Linked DNA regions of Mus musculus: regions 1 and 2 are each linked to region 3. Evidence: chromatin contacts called from public HiChIP or PLAC-seq data. All regions are on one chromosome and are shown on one strand. Each heading gives the region's core, a stretch centred on a gene start, on an enhancer-like site or on the middle of the called end of the contact. The rest is flanking DNA. Distances are from core to core; before and after follow the strand shown. Region 1 has its middle 6.0 kb from the start of Gm24008. Region 2 has its middle 26 kb from the start of Gm36301. Region 3 overlaps Syn2 (synapsin II).

Evidence for each region. HiChIP or PLAC-seq counts read pairs in DNA pulled down with a chosen protein or histone mark.
Region 1: a FOXA1 HiChIP or PLAC-seq map of pancreatic cancer cells shows a contact between it and region 3. The contact joins two enhancer-like sites. A contact is called at or near these places in 1 of 39 promoter capture datasets (cranial neural crest), 1 of 15 datasets of contacts at CTCF or cohesin (the NIH/3T3 cell line), 6 of 484 Hi-C or Micro-C datasets (the G1E-ER4 cell line, LSK cells, the N1E-115 cell line and 1 more), 1 of 115 datasets of contacts at active chromatin or transcription factors (pancreatic cancer cells) and 1 of 9 other capture datasets (pancreatic islet).
Region 2: a FOXA1 HiChIP or PLAC-seq map of pancreatic cancer cells shows a contact between it and region 3. The contact joins two enhancer-like sites. A contact is called at or near these places in 4 of 39 promoter capture datasets (the HPC-7 cell line, cranial neural crest, liver and 1 more), 1 of 15 datasets of contacts at CTCF or cohesin (the NIH/3T3 cell line), 3 of 484 Hi-C or Micro-C datasets (the HL-1 cell line, Th1 cells and bone marrow-derived macrophages), 4 of 115 datasets of contacts at active chromatin or transcription factors (the NIH/3T3 cell line, microglia, pancreatic cancer cells and 1 more) and 4 of 9 other capture datasets (adipose tissue, bone marrow-derived macrophages, embryonic stem cells and 1 more).

The regions. Positions count from the first base shown.
Region 1 is chr6:115,716,443-115,719,142 of GRCm38.p6, reverse strand. No RefSeq gene overlaps it. Among named protein-coding and RNA genes, the nearest start is that of Gm24008, 6.0 kb to the left of the region's middle. Within about 2 kb of position 1,267, at least 261 of the 459 cell types and tissues checked have an H3K27ac peak or open chromatin away from gene starts, as enhancers often do. A contact at or near this core is called in pancreatic cancer cells and pancreatic islet, where this site is marked.
Region 2 is chr6:115,492,154-115,494,929 of GRCm38.p6, reverse strand. No RefSeq gene overlaps it. Among named protein-coding and RNA genes, the nearest start is that of Gm36301, 26 kb to the left of the region's middle. Within about 2 kb of position 1,284, at least 73 of the 459 cell types and tissues checked have an H3K27ac peak or open chromatin away from gene starts, as enhancers often do. A contact at or near this core is called in the HL-1 cell line, bone marrow-derived macrophages and pancreatic cancer cells, where this site is marked.
Region 3 is chr6:115,226,579-115,229,278 of GRCm38.p6, reverse strand. The region is part of intron 1 of Syn2 (synapsin II); the gene reads right to left. Among named protein-coding and RNA genes, the nearest start is that of Timp4, 24 kb to the left of the region's middle. Within about 2 kb of position 1,283, at least 23 of the 459 cell types and tissues checked have an H3K27ac peak or open chromatin away from gene starts, as enhancers often do. A contact at or near this core is called in the HL-1 cell line, bone marrow-derived macrophages, pancreatic cancer cells and 1 more, where this site is marked.

The DNA.
Region 1 (2,700 bases), core at 18-2,517, 490 kb before region 3:
TCTGCCTCTGCCTCTGCCTCTGCCTCCTCTGCCTCTGCCTCTGCCTCTGCCTCTGCCTCTGCCTCTGCCTCTGCCTCTGCCTCTGCCTCTGCCTCTGCCTCTGCCTCTGCCTCTGCCTCTGCCTCTGCCTCTGCCTCTGCCTCTGCCTCCCAAGGGCCACCAAGCCCCTCTCATTTCTTTAGTTTTTAAGATACAGAATCTACAGGTAGCACAGGTTGTCCTCAGACTCAAATCCTCTTGTCTCTGAAAACTGAGTGCTGGGATTAAAGGCATGCCAGACTTCTGGATACTTTTCTACGTATTCCATGATAAAAATTAAGTAGAGAGATGAGTTAGTGATTAAGTGTGCATGTTGCTCTTCCAGGGAACCCGGGTTCTGTTCCCCACACCTACATTGAGCTGCTCACAGTGACCTGCAACTCCAGTTCCAGGAAGATCCAACATGTGTGGTCTCTGAGGCCGCCTGCATCCACATGTACACGCGCGCCCATGTGTGTGTGTGTGACAGAGAGGGAAAGTCAGAGAAGGAAAGAAACAGAGGGAGAAAAGGGAGAGAGAGAGAGAGAGAGAGAGAGAGAGAGAGAGAGAGAGAGAGAGAGAGAGAGAGAGGAGGGAAGTGGAGGGAAGTGGAGGGAGTAAGTTTGAAACCATGAACTTTGCTCTTCTGGACACAAGAGGGGGTGCTAACCGGTGACCAGCTAAGGAAACCAGGTTTCCTAGCAACAGAGAAAAACATTGAGCAGGAAGTTTCTAAGATTCAGTCGATGGATTTCAGCTCTGCACCTGCTTGGGGCAAGGCTCGCTCCTGGCACCTGGAGCCTTCTGTTGAGTCTTGAGCGTCCTTGACCTTTTGTGGGAAAGTGGAGTACTCCTGAACACGAGGTCAGATCGGCAGGGCTGGGGTGCTGAGCCCTGGATCGCCTTTCTTCCCTGATCTTTTCCGTAGGACTCCAAACCCCCTGGTGTTTCCCTCAAATGAAGAGGCAATTAAGGCATGGGAAGGAGGGAGTTTGCCTGGAGCATGCTGAGACTTCAGGTTGTAAAAACAGAAAGATTTGGGTTGCAATGACCATTCTTAGGTTTGTTATTTTAACAGATAAGTATTGGGTAAATAAGTATTAGGCAAATCCTGTGGAATAGTAATAACACAGGAAGAATCCACTGTGAAGCGGCTGGGCTGGGGCTCCGTGGTAGAATGTGCGGGGCGTTGCTGCCCGGATCTTGGCTGGCCCTGTGGCACTAGCAGGAGGTGCTGAGACCTTTAAGAGGCGGGGCTTACCTGAATAGCTGTGAGATCATTGGGTGCACGTCCTCAAAGGGACTGGTTGGACCAGTCTTTGTGTGTGATAGACTTACTGGGGAGACACAACACACACACACACACACACACACACACACATCTGTTCTCTCAGAAAGGGAACCAGTCTTTGTGTGTGATAGACTTCCTGGGGAGACAAACACACACACACACACACACACACACACACACACACACACACACACACACACATCTGTTCTCTCAGAAAGGGAACCAACCCCATGACAGAACCAAGAAACATCCACACCAAGGTCCAACTTGGTTAAACTAGTGAGATTTTATTGGTCTGCTAACAGGAGTGTGGGTGAGGGGTTATTTACAGTACCAGGTGTGGCTCAAAAACAGCTGCATCACCAAAAAGCCCCAAACAGAGTGACGACTCACAAAAGCAGCAACCCTGAAGCGCTCTGTACACCATGCAGGCAGCTGACAGATCCAAGATATCTCCTCTCTGCAGCTGGGCTGCTCAGAGTCTGTTCCAACAGCTGTTTATTCCTTCTGGAAAGCTGGAGAAAGACCTTCCAGATTCTCGCAAGTTTCTGCTTTCCCAGAAGGTGACCTCTTGTTTACCTCCGTGATCTCCCAAGGGCCCCTGACCCTGGAAGGAAAGTTTGGATTCCGTGGACTCTGCCGCCCAGCTCCAGCCCTCTCCTGCCTCTCTTGCACTCACTCGGCAACCGGCCTCCTTTGGCTCCAGCTTCCATGTTTGTCCTCACCACAAACCCAAATGTCTGAAGCCATGAGCCAGAACGAAGCTTTCCTCTTTTTAATTTGGTTCTCTACAGAACTGTCAAAGAAGCAGAAATCTGGCTAACAAATGGAGAAAGAAATTGAGAAATGGATCACAGTTAAACTCCTGCACAGGGTACTCAGCACACACACCGTACAGTTCAGAGCAGCCTGCAACGCCAGCTACAGAGAGCCAAAGCACATTTCTGGCCTCTGAGGGGATCTTTTGGATGCCCACTGTTAGCATTCTGTCTAAGCTCTGCCCCACAGTTACCTGGATTGCCAGGTATGTCTGACACTCTATAAAGGGGGCTGCTTGCCCCCTCCTTTCTCTCTTGCTCTCTCTTGCTCTTGCCTTCCTGCTCCTGCTCAGTCCTCCTCATGGCCAGTCTCTACTCCCCTCCTCTCCTCCTCTCCCCTCCCCTCCCCTCTCTCTCTGCCTTTCTCCACCTCTACTACCCTAACTCCCTTCCCCATATCCTGAATAAACTCTTTTCTATACTATGGTGCTATAGCTGGTCCCTCAGGAGGAAGGGATGCCTCAGCATGGGCCCTGCGATGGCTCCTTCCCCCACACCTCACCACACAGCCATAAAACATATCCCCCCTCTTTATCTTTTAATAAACACATCACCACTACATGCATGTCTCCA
Region 2 (2,776 bases), core at 35-2,534, 270 kb before region 3:
AAGCAAGAACTTGCTTTGTTGACCAGGCTGTCTGTCCTCAAATCTCTAGGTTCAAGCAATTCTCCCATGCCAGCCTCCTGACTAGTTAGGACTACCATGTGCCAGCTTCTTTTTTTTTTTTTTTTTTTAAAGATTTATTTATTTATTTATTTATTTATTTATTTATTTATTAATTATATGTAAGTACATTGTAGCTGTCTTCAGACACTCCAGAAGAGGGAGTCAGATCTCGTGATTGGATGGTTGTGAGCCACCATGTGGTTGCTGGGATTTGAACTCCTGACCTTCGGAAGAGCAGTCGGGTGCTCTTACCCACTGAGCCATCTCACCAGCCCCGCCAGCTTCTTAATATCTTTTAAAACATATTCTCTCTCTCTCTCTCTCTCTCTCTCTCTCTCTCTCTCTCTCTCTCTCTCTCCCTACCCCTCTCTCTCCCTCCCCCCCTCTGTGTGTGTGTCCAAGTGTGCCGCCAGTCACAGACAAGGGATGGAATCTGCAGATAACAGGGTATTGATGCATGCAGGAACCAGACTAATAACCAGGATAGGGTGAGGAAAGAGGAAATCAGGAAAGCATCCATTTAGTGAAGGACAGACTCTTCAACTCTTTGATCGTATGATCACACTGTGATGTCATGATGGAAATGAACTATGACTCTTGCCCTCGTGATTAGGAGAGAATAAAGAGCCATATCCCAGTCCTCACTCTGGGCATCCTCCATCCCTGGAACCAACATCCTGCCTCCTTTCCTCAGTATCATAGTTGTAGTAGACAACACACAGGTCAGGTCCCCACTCATGCCAAGGACTTGCTATCTGATGGTCAAGGAAAAAAATCTCTGGAATGCTGTGGCAGCTGCCTTTTTTGATGACAGTCCCTCTGGTTTTGGACTTCAGACCCACAAGTTGGAATCTGCACTGTGACACCAACACAGGTTAAGCACATGCTCTACTTCTAAGCTGAATCCTTCCACACACCTTCCCCCTACCCCTACTCCTGCCTTCTCTTGCTGAGTCTGCCTTGCTCCTCACTTGGACTAAAACACAGAAGTCAAAGAAACAAAATAAAAGGCAAAACAACAAAAGCCCAGAAATGCAAGTTAGCTCGGGTTTCCCATGGCTGGAGAAGCCAGGTCTCCCATGGCTATGGAGTTCTGGTTTCTTGAGGAGCCCGCTATTCCTGTGTTCCACTCATCACAGAAAGATGTTGAAGGATGCTGGGCTGTGGTCAGGAGAGGTGTGGGATAAGGGCTTGACTCTTGACTAAAGTTACTTTTCTTCCTATTTTTATTAACAGGCATCCCTAAATGTGTTTGTGCCTAGAGAAAGTGCTATGAATAACCGATGATGCATGTGTTGATTAACTTGTGAATCATGCTGGGGGTGGGGTGGGGGCAGGGAAGGAGCAGGAGCTTTAGAGATGAATATAATGTGTTGTAAAATATTTAGCAAATGATCATCCAAGCCACAGGGAAAAATCCAAGAGATGGGAATTTGAAAGCTGCCAGGATTTAAAAGCTATTTAACGCTAAGCATTGGTGCCAAAGAGCTGAGAGCATCCCTCTCCTCACTCCATTGGCAACAGAGCTTGAAAATGTGGAAAGGGCTTGGCTAGGCTGTGGAGCACTAGTGGGAACCGAGATCAGGCAGAGAGCTGAAAGGCCTCTTGTTTGAGAGCCTTGTAAACAAGGGATCGCCTCCCAGGACCCACTGAGAGCCCCACCTTGCCTGTGGCTTACACATTCTCTCTTGCCATCTCCCCGATAAACTCCCAACGTGGCGCCAACATTGTGAAGACACCCAGCAGTCATCGAGATGTTTCAAAATCCCCGGATGCTCTGCATCAAGGCAGAAAGAAACCACCATATGGCCGAGTGAATTTGTCACCTTCCTTCCAAATGTTTGGATGTCACTCAGACACAGCCTTGGCTCTGGTTCCAATGTGGCTTAGCTCTCTCTGTCATTTTAAACGTTTGGACTCTGAGGTTGCCTTTCTGAGGGATGTAGCATTTGTATATTTTTAGGGCTGGAGTCAAGGCTCACTTTCATAATCTCATTCTTTGGAGATACATTTCCTTCCAAGAGGATAGAAAGACCTTTCTTGATGTTTTGGCTTGACAGCCCCTCAACTCTAAAGTTGTAGTCTCCTGGGTAGAAACACCACTTGTTACGGTAAATGAAGGGATTAAGTTAGGGCCTGGGAACAGTCATCCTGGAGAGCAGAGACTTCAGGATCATTCAGTAACAAGGCATGCTTTAAAGACATGATGTGAATCTGATGGCTTTAACAACCCAGAAGCCTCTAACGCTAGGGAACAATTTATAACCTGCTCTGGCACTTGTCGCAAACATAACATGGAGCATGAGCCTTTGAGTTTAGCAAAGTAAGGGATCTCTGGGCAAATGGTCCTGAGAGTCACCGTATCTCTGCTGTCTATATCTAGGGCCAGGGAGCAGCAAGGCCCTCCCCTCTTCTGCTCGGTTGTTCTTTCTGGCTTTCTTTCCTGTAATGCCTTTTGTTGTCTTTCTTGCAGAGCCTCAATTCAGCACCATCCTGAGGCCTGCCTGAGTCCACAGGTTCCACCCTGACTTGTCAGTCTTTGTGAATCTTCGCTTCCCCACAAACGGTCCCCTAGCATGTGACCAAGAGCCCCAACCATTCATCCAGCACACAATTAGTTACCCGCATTATACTGTTTTAAGAAAGAGTCATGTTTTTCTTCTTAATTGAATGATAAGCTCATTTTGGCAGACTCTTTAACGTCTTAAAAATAATT
Region 3 (2,700 bases), core at 34-2,533:
AAGGATGGACCATGTAGAGACTGCCATATCCAGGGATCCACCCCATAATCAGCATCCAAACGCTGACACCATTGCATACACTAGCAAGATTTTATCGAAAGGACCCAGATGTAGCTGTCTCTTGTGAGACTATGCCGGGGCCTAGCAAACACAGAAGTGGATGCTCACAGTCAGCTAATGGATGGATCACAGGGCTCCCAATGGAGGAGCTAGAGAAAGTACCCAAGGAGCTAAAGGGATCTGCAACCCTATAGGTGGAACAACATTATGAACTAACCAGTACCCCGGAGCTCTTGACTCTAGCTGCATATGTATCAAAAGATGGCCTAGTCGGCCATCACTGGAAAGAGAGGCCCATTGGACACACAAACGTTATATGCCCCAGTACAGGGGAACGCCAGGGCCAAAAAGGGGGAGTGGGTGGGTAGGGGAGTGGGGGTGGGTGGGTATGGGGGACTTTTGGTATAGCATTGGAAATGTAAATGAGCTAAATACCTAATAAAAAATGGAAAAAAAAAAAAGAAATGGAATCTGATGGAAGTGTTTTGGGAGCTCTGAAACTCTATGGAAATGTGAATTACAGTTAGACAACAGCAGATATTGTTTATATTAATGTAACCAATGTGATTTCCTCATCTTCTGGACTATTACCATATGCGTTGTCTGCTCATGACACTTGGCTCAATGCAGGATCATCTAATACCACCTTTCAAAGGCAGTTGTCTAATAGTTGGATGCCTGCCCCACGGATACACTATCACTTCAGACCATCCCTTGTATAAATCCTGGATTTTCCAGAATCTTTCAGATTTAAAATATTTACTCCGTTCTGTTGTGTGACTGCATGTTCTGAACTTAGGACTGTACAATTATAATCACTATGTCTTAAATGTCCAAATTCTTCATCCATCTCTCAGTTAGAGGGCTCACAATCAGGAACTGCTTGGTCACTGAAGATGGTAGGAGTTCTGGTTTGTGGACAGCTAACATAGAAAACCAGAAGCCATTGTCACAACAAAAAGGACCCAGTCTGTCTCTGAAGGCCTACATGTCTCTCCTCATGTGCCAGTGCCAGACTATCAGGTTCTTTTGCCCATACCCTTGCACACAGGAAAACATGCTTTCAAACTCTATCTATAGGGGCCAAAAAGTAGCCTAATCTAAATCCTCCCCAAATGACTGACATTTGCACAAGAACCAAATTTCAAGCTGAACCGAACTGCTAATGAGGCATGGGTAGGCTCCAGAAGGCTCATAGAAAATCTCCTAGAGCTTTAGAAATAGCCAAGGATTTAATAGATGCCTAGCACTTGTCTAGACATTTATCTCCAACCAAGTGCTTGTTTCTGCTTCTCAGTGACTTGTTCTTTTGAAAAACTGGAAATACAGGATTCCTGTTTACACACACACACACACACACACACAGAGAGAGAGAGAGAGAGAGAGAGAGAGAGAGAGAGAGAGAGAGAGAGAGAGAGAGAGAAGAGGAAAGAAAGGTAAAATCCAGTCTGTGGGCCTGATCTGCTGAGTTTGTGAGTTCCTGCTGCCACCTACTGGAGAGTTGTGCCTTGCAGTTTTAGCTTACTGCTTGGTGACTCCCACAATCGCTATTCCTCCTGACTGTGGGGTGGGCCTTGCGAGCTTGAGGGTGCACTTCTTGCCTGACATGATCATGGTCCTGGGGCTCTATCCCTAGTACAACAAAAGAGTAGCACTAGGATTTTGTTGTTGTTTTAAATATTTCCTTCTTTCTTTAATTTTATTTATTGTAAGGCTGGGGTTGGGGTAGGGGGTCACATGTCCACAGCCTGCATGAGCAGGTCAGCGGTCTGTCATCCAGGTGAGTCAGTTCTGTCCTTCCTCCTTGGATTTTGAGGATCTGACTTTTGTCATCAAGTCTGATGGCAAGCACCTTTACCCACCGAGACATTAATTGTTTCTTCTAAAACACACACATCTGTAGAGAGCTCTCCCTAGAGAAATAACACTTTGCAATACACATACACACACACACACACACACAGATGCAAAAACAGTCATAGGGTGGGGCGTGGTGGCATGTCAGTAAATTCAGCAAGAACTTGCTAAGTAGCCAGAGGTAAGTGCGGGTGGGAGTGGTGGGGTGTTAGCAGTTGTCGGGTAGACAAAAACATCTACAGAAGACCAATATCAATGGGTGACTGCTAAGGTTCCTTACAGGTCTTAAGATTTAAAACTAACAATCACATTTCCACTTTTCAGTCTTCTCTTTACAAATATTTAAAATTTAAAGCACATAATCACAACAACTACATAAAAACAAAAGGTTCATATAACTCAGAAAGCTTTCTCAGACTTCCAGGCACATAAATGAGTTTCCTTTCACGGGTTAATGAGGAAACATAAACAACCATACAAAATGGTGGTGCAGGAAATAAGCAACAGAAGCACAAACAGGCACCATGGAAACTCAAATCAAAGAGCAGTTCCGGTTCCTCCATTAGAGAAGTAGGGATGAGCCTGGATGGGAAACCTCGGGAAGACACAGACTGAAGAACTGTGGAGGCAAAGGCGTGAGGAAGGCTCCAGATACTGCAGGAATGAATACAGCTCACTTTGGCTTAGCAGAGGAATGGACCCTCGTACATCAGGCGGAGTATGTGAAACTTAAGGGCCAGCTAAGATTGTGTGTGTGTGTGTGTGTGTGTGTGTGTGTGTGTG